Regions from separate parts of the Sus scrofa genome. Here region 2 is linked to region 1. A link is a contact called in public HiChIP or PLAC-seq data. All regions are on one chromosome and are shown on one strand. Each heading gives the region's core, a stretch centred on a gene start, on an enhancer-like site or on the middle of the called end of the contact. The rest is flanking DNA. Distances are from core to core; before and after follow the strand shown.

What was found. HiChIP or PLAC-seq counts read pairs in DNA pulled down with a chosen protein or histone mark.
Region 2: an H3K27ac HiChIP or PLAC-seq map of alveolar macrophages shows a contact between it and region 1. The contact joins two enhancer-like sites. A contact is called at or near these places in 7 of 47 Hi-C or Micro-C datasets (embryonic fibroblasts, epiblast stem cells, fetal heart ventricle and 4 more) and 1 of 2 datasets of contacts at active chromatin or transcription factors (alveolar macrophages).

What each region holds. Positions count from the first base shown.
Region 1 is chr14:65,753-72,210 of Sscrofa11.1, reverse strand. No RefSeq gene overlaps it. Among named protein-coding and RNA genes, the nearest start is that of CDK20, 45 kb to the right of the region's middle. Within about 2 kb of position 3,635, at least 12 of the 83 cell types and tissues checked have an H3K27ac peak or open chromatin away from gene starts, as enhancers often do. A contact at or near this core is called in alveolar macrophages, where this site is marked.
Region 2 is chr14:370,054-376,511 of Sscrofa11.1, reverse strand. No RefSeq gene overlaps it. Among named protein-coding and RNA genes, the nearest start is that of NXNL2, 25 kb to the right of the region's middle. Within about 2 kb of position 3,646, at least 2 of the 83 cell types and tissues checked have an H3K27ac peak or open chromatin away from gene starts, as enhancers often do. A contact at or near this core is called in alveolar macrophages, where this site is marked.

The sequences.
Region 1 (6,458 bases), core at 2,386-4,885:
CTCCATACAAGCATGGAGAGTTTGGACTGCAAACTCATCTGGGCCACCACTCACTTCAAAGGCGAGGAAACTGAAGCTCAAAGAGGCATAGCACCAAGGCCACTCACGTTTGCTTTGTGTGTATAACATAAGTGATGAGCTTATATCTACAATGGAGTATTACTCAGCCATAAAAAAGAATGAAATATTGCCATTTGCAACAGCATGTATGGACCTAGAGATTTTCACACTAAGTGAATTAAGTCAGACAAAGACAATTATTGTATGATACTACTTAAATGTGGAATCTAAAAAGGAATACAAATGAATCTGTATACAAAACAGAAACAGACTCACAGACATAGAAAACAAACTTATGATCACCAAAGGGGGGAAGGGATGAATTAGGAGTTTGTGATTAACAGATGCAAACTACTACACCTATGCTAGATAAGAAACAAGGACCTACTGCAGAGCACAGGGAACTATATTCAATATCTTGTAATAACCTATAATGGAAAATAATATGAAAAAGTATGCATATATATATATTTATATAACCAAATATATATATATACACATACATATATATATAACTGTATATACATAAAACTGAATAAATTTGCTTAAAAAAAAAGAAAGAAATAACAAGCTTACTTTGCTCCCAGGCCTCATCTGAACTGCCCAGGCCCTGGGGCTCAGGCAACATCACTGGGGGCAGCATGTTTGCAGACGTGGCTGTTAATATTACAGCTATTATTGAATCCAGTCCTTCGAAAGCCACATCTACAGGGAGCCAGGCAGCATATCCAGATGCAGCTCCACTGGCCCAGGCTATGTCCTCAGCCACTTCCGACACACATGTGTGGCCATTTGGCAGGTGTGTTGCCCCCTTCTGATTATCTGGAACTAACCAGTCAGAGAGAAGTTTGGGTCAACTACCTCTTGCCAGAAAGACAAGAGAAAGTCACTTTTCCTTTGTTTTTTGTTTTTATTTTGTTTGTTTGCTTTTTAGGGCCACACTTGGGGCACATTGGAAGTTCTAAGTTTAGGGGTCGAATTGGAGCGACAGCTGCCAGCCGACACCCCAGCCATAGCAATGCGGGATCTGAGCCACGTCTGCACCCTATACTACAGCTCATGGCAACACCAGATCCTTAACTCACTGAGTGAGGCCAGGGATCGAACCCACCTCCTCATGGATCCTAGTGGGGTTCATTAACCACTGAGCCACAAAGGGAACTCCGCTTTTCCTTTGTTAAAGCCAATTAACCAATAGAGAACTTGAGTCTCCCTTTCAGCCAGCAGTGAAAGCCCTGCTGCCCTTTGTTAGAGGGGTTGAGTTCAGATTGACTCAGGCTGCTCTCTCCCTATTGCAATAGCCTTGAATAAAGATGTCCTTATCTGTTTGGCTTCTTCCACTGCGATTTTTGCTTGGCAATGCCCGCTGCCTCTGCTACATGTGGGCTTCTCCAGCCTCTGGTTTGCCCCTCACTTGCCTCACACACTGAGATCCTAACGGCAGAGACAGACTGGCCTGGACACAGCAGTGGGCCCACCTGTGCTGTCCTCCCCACCCTCCCACTTCAGGGCACTGCACCTGGCTCCCTGCCTTTCCTGTCACCCCCTGACCCCGGAACTTGTGAAGGCATCACCTGTGCAGATGAATTCAGCCCTTGCACAAAAGCAAATTTCTATAGAAAGTCAATCTATAGAAGCAAAAGCATTTATTTATCTCCATTAAGCCCACAATGAGATGACATTAGTTGAAGGATGTGGGCTCATGTCTCTAAACTTTTTAATTTCAATCATCCTTCTTCTTCCTTTTTAAAAAGAAAATTCTGAGATGTACCTCAATTTTCCACCTACACAGCCTCTGCTAGAAAATAACTGCTCATAGAGAAAAAAAACTCCTGAATTTTGTCAGTTACAATACTCAATAAACCATCTATAATAAGAGAAGAGCTTTATTTGAGCCAAACTGAGGACTAGCCTAGAAGCCCGCTTCCCAGATTACTCTGAGAAGCTGATCTGGAGAAGCAGGGTTTTTAGCACAGTTTTATATCTTGCCAGAACAAAGAACATTAAAGAAGTCAGGGATATGGAGTTCCCATCATGGCTCAGCATTTAACAAATCCAATTAGCATCCATGAGGATGCAGGTTCGATCCCTGGCTTCACTCAGTGGGTTAAGGATCCGGCGTTGCCATGAACTGTGGTATAGGTCACAGATGCAGCTCGGATCCTGCTTTGCTGTGGCCCTGGTGTAGGCCAGTGGCTACAGCTCTGATTTGACCCCTAGCCTGGGAACCTCCATGTGCCTTGGGTGTGGCCTTAAAAAGACAAAAAGATAATATCCAGCACAAATGAACATCTCCACAGAAAAAAAATCACGGACTTGGAAAATAGACTTGTGGCTGCCTGATGGAGAGGAGGAGTGGAGGATCGGGAGCTTGGGTTTTAGACGCAACTGAGATAGTTTACAAGGAGATCCTGCTGAGTAGCATTGAAACTATGTCTAGATACTCAGTTGCAACAGAAAAGGTGGGGAAAATGTATACATGTAAGGATAACTTGATCCCTTGCTGTACAGTGGAAAAAAATAAATTACAAAAAAAAAAAAAAAAAAAGACAAAAGAAAAAAAAAAGGAAGAGAAACAAACAAAAAAAGTCAGGGATACATTCCTTCAAATTTTTGGAAAAAAGTGAAAACAAAAACACAGGCGTTCCCGTTGTGGTGCAGTGGAAACGAATCTGACTAGGAACATGAGTTGCGGTTCGATCCTGGCTCATCAGTGGTTAAGGATCCGGCTTGGCCACGAGCTGTTGTGTAGGTCACAGACGAGGCTCGGATCTGGCGTTGCTGTGGCTGTGGCGTAGGCCGGCAGCTGTAGCTCCAATTAGACCCCTAGCCTGGGAACCTCCATATGCTGCTGGTATGGCCTAAAAAGACAAAACAAACCCCCCCCCACAGATCAAAATGTATACAGTGAGTCAGCATGGTCTCAGCACCTAGCCAGGGAGTGTTCTGATCAAAGAAGAATCAGCACTGGCTTCCCAGGGGGAGAGATGTTTAATCTTTCTTTTTAACATGGACATGCTTACTCCTGGTCACCGTGCCCTTTTCTTTAATAATCAAAGTAGATGCGTGATGTGTACTTGATTTTAGTTAACATAAAATTCAAGCTAACTCATGCATGACTGCCCTCTATCTCAGTGTGTGAAAATTTCTCAGACCCTATTCTAAGAAATGATCCTCAGCTGTTCATAGAAACAGTGGAGGCCACAGGTCTGATGGAGCCCATTCAGAAGGAGACTGAGACTTCTTTTCCTTACAGCACCCTCTTTTGGAGGACTCAGGAGACTGAAAAGTCACCCCTCAGGGGCTCTGTCATAGCGAGGAGGACATGGGTGAAATGGACTGGGATGCTGTTGAACCTGCCTGAGAAACAGCAAGTTGGTGTCCTGTTTGATGTTTGTTTTCTCAAGATCACCTATCACTGCCAGAATTGGGCAGGCATCTCCATAAGCAGAGAAGAAGGCAGACCAGGGCATTTTGGACAGATATTCTAGCGGGGAGCCTGGTCCTCTCAGCGCAGCCCAGCTGGCTGCTTTAGCCAGCTCTAGCCCAGAAGCTGAACCCTCTCCCACAGCAGAGGCTTTTAAGCTTAAGAAACTGTGGTAGGGAGAGTGCCCCAGAGGGCACTAGCCCCGGGCTCTCTTCCACTTACTGAACCTTTTGCTTTTGTTTTCTCAAGCACTTCCCTGCTAATCAAGCTGCCTTGAGATGCATTTTGTAAAAGGAGCCAGAAATAGAAACCTCTTAGAAAACCCGCTGGATTCCTGATGCTGGAGGCTAGGACTGCAGACCCCAGTACACCAGCAGATGGGCCTGGTTCTCACACTCAGCCTCCCTCTTTGTGTGGCTTCTTTTTCCTTAAGGACTCTTAAAGTGTCGTGTTATAGTCCTTTGAGGGGATGCCCAATAAATATTTAAACTTGGGGCTCTCATTACTAAGCTGTGTGCTTTTTGTGAGAGCCAAAGACCAGTTATTTCACACTCTGTTCAAAGTGTTAAACAGTGATGGCTTTGAAAATGGGGAACTGTTGAATGAAGCATTCCGAAGAAAACATTGCAAAAACTCCCAGAAGTGTTTGCAATAATTGTCATTATGAAAGAGAAACTGACTTCCTAGTCACTAAAAAAAAAAAAATACACGACAGTTGTGTTCTAAATGAAAATTTGTCTTTATTAGTCTCAGCATTTTTAGGAGACTGTAATGCAATACGATATCATTTAAAATTATACTTGTATAATATAAACATTCTAGAAAATGATAGTGTTAGTGCGGAGAGAGGAACTCAAGGCCAAGTTGGTAAAGCAGGAGAGATTTATTAAGGCATGAGAGGGGGGATGGGCTGAGCTCAAGAGGGAGCCAGCGCCTACTGTGAGGAGGAGATGCTAGGCTTACAAAGGATCTGTGGCTGGAATCTGTGGCTGGAGTTCAGGGTGGGAATTGTGGCAGGAATGACAAAGAAGGAGGAGGAGAAGGTCAAGGGAGGGGTAGGGGTTGAGTCCCAGGACAGAGGGCGGTTAATCCTTGTAGGCGGTTAATCTATGCAGGTAGTTGTTTCCCTCAGGCCATTGTTTCTTGCTGCCCAACTTGAGCCTCCATATTCTGGAAAAGGGTGTCCACAGCAGGTCTCCAAGGAGAACAGCCACATTTGGGCGGGGGGGGTTGTCTGTTCCATCCTCCTGGGAACCTATCAGTTAGGGTATCAGTGACTGTTGAAGTATCCTTTAAGGGTGAAAGTGTAAGAAAGTTTCCATCGTGGCTCAGCAGAAACGCATCTGACTAGTAAACATGAGGCCGAAGGTTCAATCCCTGGCCTCACTCCGTGGGTTAAGGCTCTGGCATTGCCATGAGCTGTAGTGTAGGTTGCAGATGCAGCTTGGATCCCTCATTGCTGTGGCCAGTGGCTCAATCTCTAGTTCGACCCTTAGCCTGGGAAACTCCATATGCCATGGGTGCAGCCCTAAAAAGAGGAAAAAAAAAAAAAAAAAAAGGTGAAAGTGTAGGGAAAATGCTACTTTGTGTATCTAATATCATTCTCCATTTCAGTTAGTATCTGGTATTCATTATTCAGCAAGGCAAACATTTTGTCTGCAAGGCACCATGTCTTACACTTGGCACATGGAACTGGAAGAGCTCAGAAGCAGGCCTGACACTTATCACTGCACATATTTGTTTTCCTTTGGAAGTTTTATCCCCATTGTCTCAGAGCAAATTCAAAACACCTGGCCTTGCTCCTCAGGGTCCTCTTGTATTTAAGATTTTGTCTTTTAACCATTAGTAGCTTCATACAGCTCAGTGTCCAGCCCAGAATCAAAGTGAGAGCATGTTCTGCAATAATTTTTAAGCAGGAAGGACTTCTTTCCTTGAATCAAATGGCTCTTGAATGACTGGGCCTGTCTGATTTGAGCATGGAGCCAGATGCAGAAAAACTTGGGCAAACTGATGTTCTAGTCAGAGTATGTACCATCTCACCCCTGTCTGAGTTAGGCACAAGTGATAATGTAGGGTAAACTCAAGCAGTTTTTATGTAGAAGCTGTCTTTTTTTTTTTTTTTTTTTTTTTTTTTTTGTATTTTTAGGACCACACTCACGGCATAGGGAAGTTCCCAGGCTAGGTGTCGAATCAGAGCTGCAGCCTGCCAGTCACAGCCATAGCCACCACAACGCAAGATCCAAGCCATATCTGCAACTATCCCACAGCTCATGGAAATGCTGGATCCTTAACCCACTTAGCAGAGCCAGGGATGAACCTGATCCTCATGGATATTAGTCAGGTTCGTTACCTCTAAGCCATCATGAGAACTCCTGGAAAGGCCATCTTTAACCCCTGTCAGAACTGAGAAGCCATTGATATGAAAAGGCAGAGGAAATATAAATGAGTGAGAAGACAGAGAGACTTGAACAAGAAGAGGTGAGAAAACAGAAACACAGAAAGATGAATGTGAGGGTCACAGACTTTCTTCTGCCCAAATTTCCTATTAATCTTGGAACTTTGTTGCGGGGCACAGTGGTGAGGCCCAGAGGTGCGGCGTGGGATTGAAGATACATGAGACAGAATCAAAGTTCAATTCACGAGTTGCTTGGTTTATTGCACACAATTAGCACACTGCACAGCTTAGTCATAGTAGGGAGAAAACAGGAAAGGGGTAATGAACCTTTCCAGCGAGAAGTCCAGAAATAAGACGTCGCAATGAACAGGAGTCTCTGGACCTGCAATAGGTCTCTTGACAAGAGTGGGTGGAAAGTTGCTTCTGCTCCTCTGGCAGGTCCATCTGGAATAGCTCTCAGCAGCATGGAGTGAGGTCCTTCAGCAGAGAGCCCTCATGGTGCTGGGCTCTGGTGTCCTCATCTGAAGAAGTCTGCTGGAAAAGTGGAACAAGAGCCAGGAGGTCTTGTTTTTATCA
Region 2 (6,458 bases), core at 2,397-4,896, 300 kb before region 1:
GTGGTGCAAGCAGAGACTTGAACCCAGCTGCATCCGCTTGGTATGCCCCAATGCCCAGGAGAATGAGCCCACGAGAGCCTGCTGGGGAACAAGAGGCTGCAAGGAGCAGAACCAAGGTGCCCAGATGTCCACCTGCTCTCTGACCACAGATGCATGGGAGAGTGCAGCCGAGACAAACAGGCTCTTGTTTTTATTTATTTATTTTTCTTTTTTAGCCACCCTGGGTTAAATGTGCAATTACTGGACCAGGGATCAGATCTGAGCGACAGTTGCAACATACGCCACAGCTGTGGCACCTCCAGGCCAGGGATCTAACCTGTGTCCCAGCACTCCAGAGATGCCACCCATCCCGTTGCACCACAACGGGAACTCCCCAACAGGCTTTTTGACTTGCAAGTGAGAGAAAATGAGTGTTGTTTTATGCCCCTAAAGTTTGGGATGCTTTGTTATGCAGCAAAAGCTAACAGTGCGATTCCCCCTCTTAAACTTTTCCTCCCCCTACCCCCCAGGCAAGGGAATCAAGAGCTGTTCCTGCCAGCCACAGCCACAGCCACAGCCACACCAGATCCGAGCCACATCTGTAACCTACACCACAGGTCACAGCAATGCCAGATCTTTAACCCACTGAGCAAGGCCAGAGGTTGAACCCACAACCTCATCATTCCTAGTTGGATTTATTAACCACTGACTATGAAGGGAACTCCTTAAACTGTTCTTTTAATGAGCCTTTTAATCTTCCCTATTCCCCAAATATTTCTTTTTAGAAAGATGTGGCTACGAAGTTGCAAAGAGCAAAGCTTTCCGCAACTCAAATATTCTTCCAGAGTCCAGGTGAGGGATGACAGAAGCAGTGAGGGAGAACTCAGAGGGAGTTCTGAGAAGAAGGGATTACCAGGGAGAGAAATCAGGGCCCCCGTAAGGACATAGGCCAAGTGCCACTGTTCTCCACAGACTCACATTCACTGCCACCAGACACAACTGTTGTCATCTTGCCCACAGTTAAGATTCACCTCTAAAAACAGAACCTTCTTAGAGTTCCCTTTGTGGCTCAGAGGAAATGAATCTGACTAGCATCCATGAGGATGCAGGTTGGATCCCTGGCCTCACTCAGTGGGTTAAGGATCTGACATTGTAGCGAGCTGTGGTGTAGCTCACAGACTCAGCTCAGATCAGCTCTGATTCAACCCCTAGACTGGGAACTTCCACCTGCCGTGCGTGTGGCCCTCAAATAAAACAAAATAAAATAAAAATAGAACCTTCTCAACTATAGAGAGAAGCCTCCGTGTCACCAGGTGCCCTGTGCCTTCAAGTCCACTCAACATATGCTTTTATGGATTTGGAAAAAGACACTCACAAAGAAATAGGTTAGTTGAATAGCTACCTCATTTAAAATCACCCACACTCAGGGAGTTCCCAACGTGGTTCAGCAGAAACAACTCTGATTAGTATCCATGAGGACACAGGTTTGATCCCTGGCCTCAATCAGTGGATTAAGAATCCGGGTTTGCCATGAGCTGTGGTGTAGTTTGCAGACTCGGCTCGGATATGGCTTTGCTGTTGCTGTGGCAGAGGCTGGCAGCTACAGCTCTGATTTGACCCCTAGCCTGGGAACTTCCAAATGCCACAGGTGCGGCCCTAAAGAAAAAAAAAAGAAAAGAAAAGAAAAGAAAATCACCCATATTCACTGTCAAGTAGGAAAAAATGAGGGATACTACTTGTTTTGATCATCCTTGACCCCCCTCCTATTTTGTCTTTTGTCCTTTTAGGGCCGCACCTGCAGCATATGGAAGTTCCCAGGCTAGAGAAAAAATTAGAGCTGCAGCTACCAGCCTACAACACAGCCACAGCAACGCAGGATCCGAGCCATGTCTATGACTTAACGCCACAGCACATGGCAATGCTGGATCCTTAACCCACTGAGCAAGGCCAGGGTTCAAACTCTCATCCTCATGGATCCTAGTCAGGTCCTTAACCCTCTGAGACACAATGGGAACTACCCACCTCCCATTTTGGAGCTCATGGATTAGGAACTGAGGACAAGCCCCATTCTGGTCCCCCCGCTTTCTCGCTGTTCCAGTTGCCATCCGCCCTTCCCTGTAGGGTCTGAAGACCTCCAGACGTGGGCAGTGGCAAGCTTAGAAGACTGAACTGTCAGACCGTGGAAGTCAGTGTGTTCAAAGGCCAGTGTTGAGACTCACACTAATTACGAAAGGTAATTATGTAAGATAATGTCACGGAGAAGCCAGTCAGGCCCACCCTAACACATGATCCCAATCGGTGCCACAAGAGATGTGACACTGACATCATGGGACTCACACCAGAGATGTGACACTGACATCATGGGACTCCCGGCACGAGGCACTGAGAAGGACACTATTGCGTGGACTTCTCTTCTTGCCAGGAACGCATGACTTGAATTATGAGAAAACATTAGACAAACTCAAATTAAGGGACATGTGGCAAATCCTGGCAATCACTCTTCAAAAGTCTGAAGGTTGTGAAAGACAAAGAAAGGCAAAGTACATTCCAGACTAAATGTGACCAAGGACAAATGACAACAAAATGTAACATGTGAGACTGGGCTAGGTCCTGGTGCAGCAGAGCTATGGATGAAATTTGAATGAGGTTGGTGGACTTCTTCATGGTGCTATATCGAGGTTGATTCCCCAGTTCAACCATCACAGAGTAACTAATGCAAGACGCTAACACAAGGGAGCAGATGGGAATTCTCTGTGCTCGTTTTGCAACTTTAAGTCCAAAGACATTTCAAAATAAAAAGTTTTTTAAATTTTAAATAAAGGCTCCTCAAAATTTAACAGGGACTTCCCACTATGGTGCAATGAGATCAGCAGCATCTCTGTACCTCCAGGACGGAGGTTTGATCCTGGCACAGTAGGTTAAAAAATCCTGAGTTGCCTCAGCTGTGCTTGGATCTGAGCTCTGGTCCGGGATCTCCACATGCTGCAGGGTGGCCAAAACAGAAAAAAAAAAAGAAAAAAAGAAAAAAAAATTTAACAAGAAGGAAAAGGATGGAGGATAAGTGGAGGAGAAGAGCCATGTTTAGCCATGTTTCACCTACTGATGAAAAGTGAAGAAAAGCCAGCTGACACCCAGGGACTTCAGAATGCTGGGCTATGGCAAGGCTGCATCTTTATCCTTATTCTTTATGCACCACCCCCCCATGGTGTTAGAAGAGACAGAAGACCACCTGTTTACCCCATCTTTGCATTTTGACAGGGTGTCCCATTTGCCATCATGCCCCAAACCTTTGTTCTGAAACAACCCCTCCCCCACTGACATAGCAAGAAGTTCAGTCTTTGGTCCCCAGGCCCCACTGTCCCTTCCAGAGTTCCTAGGCAGAGATGAAGTGACCAGCAGGATGAATGGGCTTGGACCGCCCACCCACCACTTTCAGGGCTTGGCTGCCCTGTGCCCCTCCACCACTGTCCTCTGCTCCCCTGACAGCCTGGGTGTGGTTCCCCTCTCTGGAGCTCCTTGGGGAGGCCCCTGAAAACCCCAGACTCAGCCATTCTCCTCCATGGATTCCAGGTTCTGAGGCTAAACCTCTGGGCTGGTGCACCACTCTGAAGAAGCGGGAGATGTGCTGGGGGTGCCTCGCTGAAGGTGGAAGTGGCTGTCAACAAAGCAGCCACGAGGGGGCAGTGTGGACATGTGGCCAGCCTGCCCTGCAGCATCCCTGGGACCTGCCACCAGACTTCCCACGCCTGGAAGCCAGCTTATCAGCACCAAAATGTTGGCCAGCGGTGGGTCTGCAGGTCATTTTTATTCTCTTCCTGTTCTTTTTTGTATTTTCCAAATTTCCTATAGTTAATAAATAACTTTCATGACCAAATTGATTTCAGACTCGCTCAAGAGAGTTTCCATTTTTTGCATCATGTTTACCCACATTTTTCAAATTCACATATTCCTCCTGTTAGAGCAGAAAAGAGGCAGGAAGCCTGAGTGCTAAGACTTCAGGCGAGTTTTATTGACCAACAGATTGGCCAGGAGCACTGAAAGAGGACTCGGGCTCTCCGCTGTTTAGGGAGCAGTTAGTTGTATAGGAAAAGGGGTGGTTTGTTCTTGTGCTGAGTCAATAGTCAAGGATAAGGGAGAAGCAATCTCCTTGGAAATGTGGGTAATGGTTTTGGGTAGAGGGTAGAGGGAAGTTGTAACAGAACATCCCATGACAAATGACTATTTAACTGGTCTCCAAGGCAGCTCATTGTTCGGGGTGAGGGGATCAGCCTTCTAGATTTTAAGTCTGATTAGAGTGTTGGTGGCACCTAGCAAGTCATGTCCAATTCCCCACCTAAGACCTCCCACTACAAGCACCTGGGCAGGGCCCTGGGCACTCCAGCCACCCGACCCCACCCCATCCAGCAAGGGGAGCCATGCACTTGAGACTTGCTGCGTCAGGGTCTCTTTGCCCCTCCCTTAGCCAAGGTGGCTTCTAATCCTATATCCAGTTACTCATTGTAGCTGAATCCTGTTTCCTCTTATAAATCAAAAACACGTGGGAGATCCCATTGTGGCTCAGCAGCGATGAACCCGACTAGTTTCCATGAGGATGCAGGTTTAATCCTTGATGTCGCTAAGTGGGTTAAGGATCCTGCATTGCTGCGGCTATGGTGTAGGCTGGCAGCAACAGCTCTGATTCGACCCCTAGCCTAGGAACTTCCATATGCCAAGGGTGCAGCCCTAAAAAATCAAATAATTAATTAATTAATTAATTAATAACACCTGCCCTTTGCATTATTTTCTAGGGACTATTCCACCCTTGACTTTCCTTCAGAGCAATTGGTCCCCAAATTCTTAGCTGTTTTATACGAGGCCTTATCAAGTTCCCACCTTCCACCTCAGTTATGAAGGGAAGGCTGAACCTGGAGCTCTGTGGGGAAGAGATGGACAGTGGTGGCTGTGCTGGTGGCGGCCTGAGGCTCGGATATCAGCATCCTGTGCAGCAGCCGGCCCTGTGCTCAGGGTCGCCGGGGTTCTCTCAGGTCCTGTGTTTTTCTCAGAGGCCTCATAGAATCCTCGTGGGACATCTTCGCCCCTGCCAAGGTGAGTGACACAAACACCCCCGCACCAGCGTGGTCTTGTGGGCTCGAAGGAGCCCCCACACTGCAAGATGCCCTCCAGGCCTGCACACTTGTCCTGGGGCAGGAGAGGGCCGCTCCCTTCCAGGTACCAGGTCTGACCTCACACCCATGTCACGCCAAGCATGCAGCCAGCCTTCTTCCTCACACATTGGGTCCTCTGTGCTTTGAGTCGAAACTGCCACATTTTCCCCCAGAAATCACACAATATGGTTACAACTCTTCTTTTAAACCATAACGTAGAACTCGAGGCTGCAGTAAGCCGTGGCAGTGTGAGGAAAAGCCATTAATAGTGGAAATAAGCGCAAAGGAAAAGAACTGGGCAGGCTGGTCCTCATCCTAAAGCCAAGAATTACTCAGAAATCCGTGCACTTCCATCTCTCACTCTGCCCAGGATGCTGACAGGTCCCCCTTCTTCTGGTGCAGCCGCTTATGTTTCAATATGTTTCTGCACAGTTTCTTTCTCCCCCCTCCCCACTTCCTAATCCCTCTCCATCCACCCGCTCTGGGCTGGTCCCTCTCCCCCACTTCCCTCTGTCTCCCCCGGCCCCTGGGCTCCTGCCCATCTTGCCGCCTTCCTGTCCTCCTGTCCCCCACACAGCATCTCTGCTGCCTCTGGACTCTCAGATGAGGGTCACAAGGCCCCCTCTCTCAGCCTCTACCCATGAGGTCTCGGGCCACAAGCCTGGTTGCTGGACATGCTTCAGAATGTGTTCCCTGGAAGCTGGGACCCCTCACCCGCCACTGGTGAGGGGACAGCTGGCCCCTCTTTGCTGGAACTTCTTCGGCATGCTTAAGACAAGAGGAAACTGTTCATGGAGACACTCCGGAAGGGCTATGGCCTGGGCCCAGGTCCCGAAGAGGCCCAGGACCTCAGGCACCTGCATCTGCACAGCCCCAGAGAGAGCATCCCTGCCTCCCTGTCCCCCACAGTCCCACGAAGAAAGACCTCTGCCCTGTCTCCCATTTCTGGGGGGGGACCCCTCCCACACAAAAAAGCATGAGTTGAGCAGAATCCTTCCAGGGCACCTGGAACTACACCACATGCTTCAGCCAAGATCTGATGCCACCCTCCAAAATGACAAAGGAGGAGCCAGCTGTTAAAGCAGGTGCAAAAGTCCAGAGACCCAGGTGCATCTCAGGCCCATACTGTGTCTGACTCAGGATTCCTCAGTCCTTGGCATTTAGATCCCTGGCCCCATGGTGGCCCATATGCCAACTTAGGCAACTGTTCTGCACCTTTCTTACCGGAATCATCACCAAAATGAAAGGGGAGCCTAACATAAAATCTTTGGGTAATTTTGTTTTAAGCTTCAATATGTGGAATAAAAATTAATTGAGGAGTTCCTTGGTGGTGCA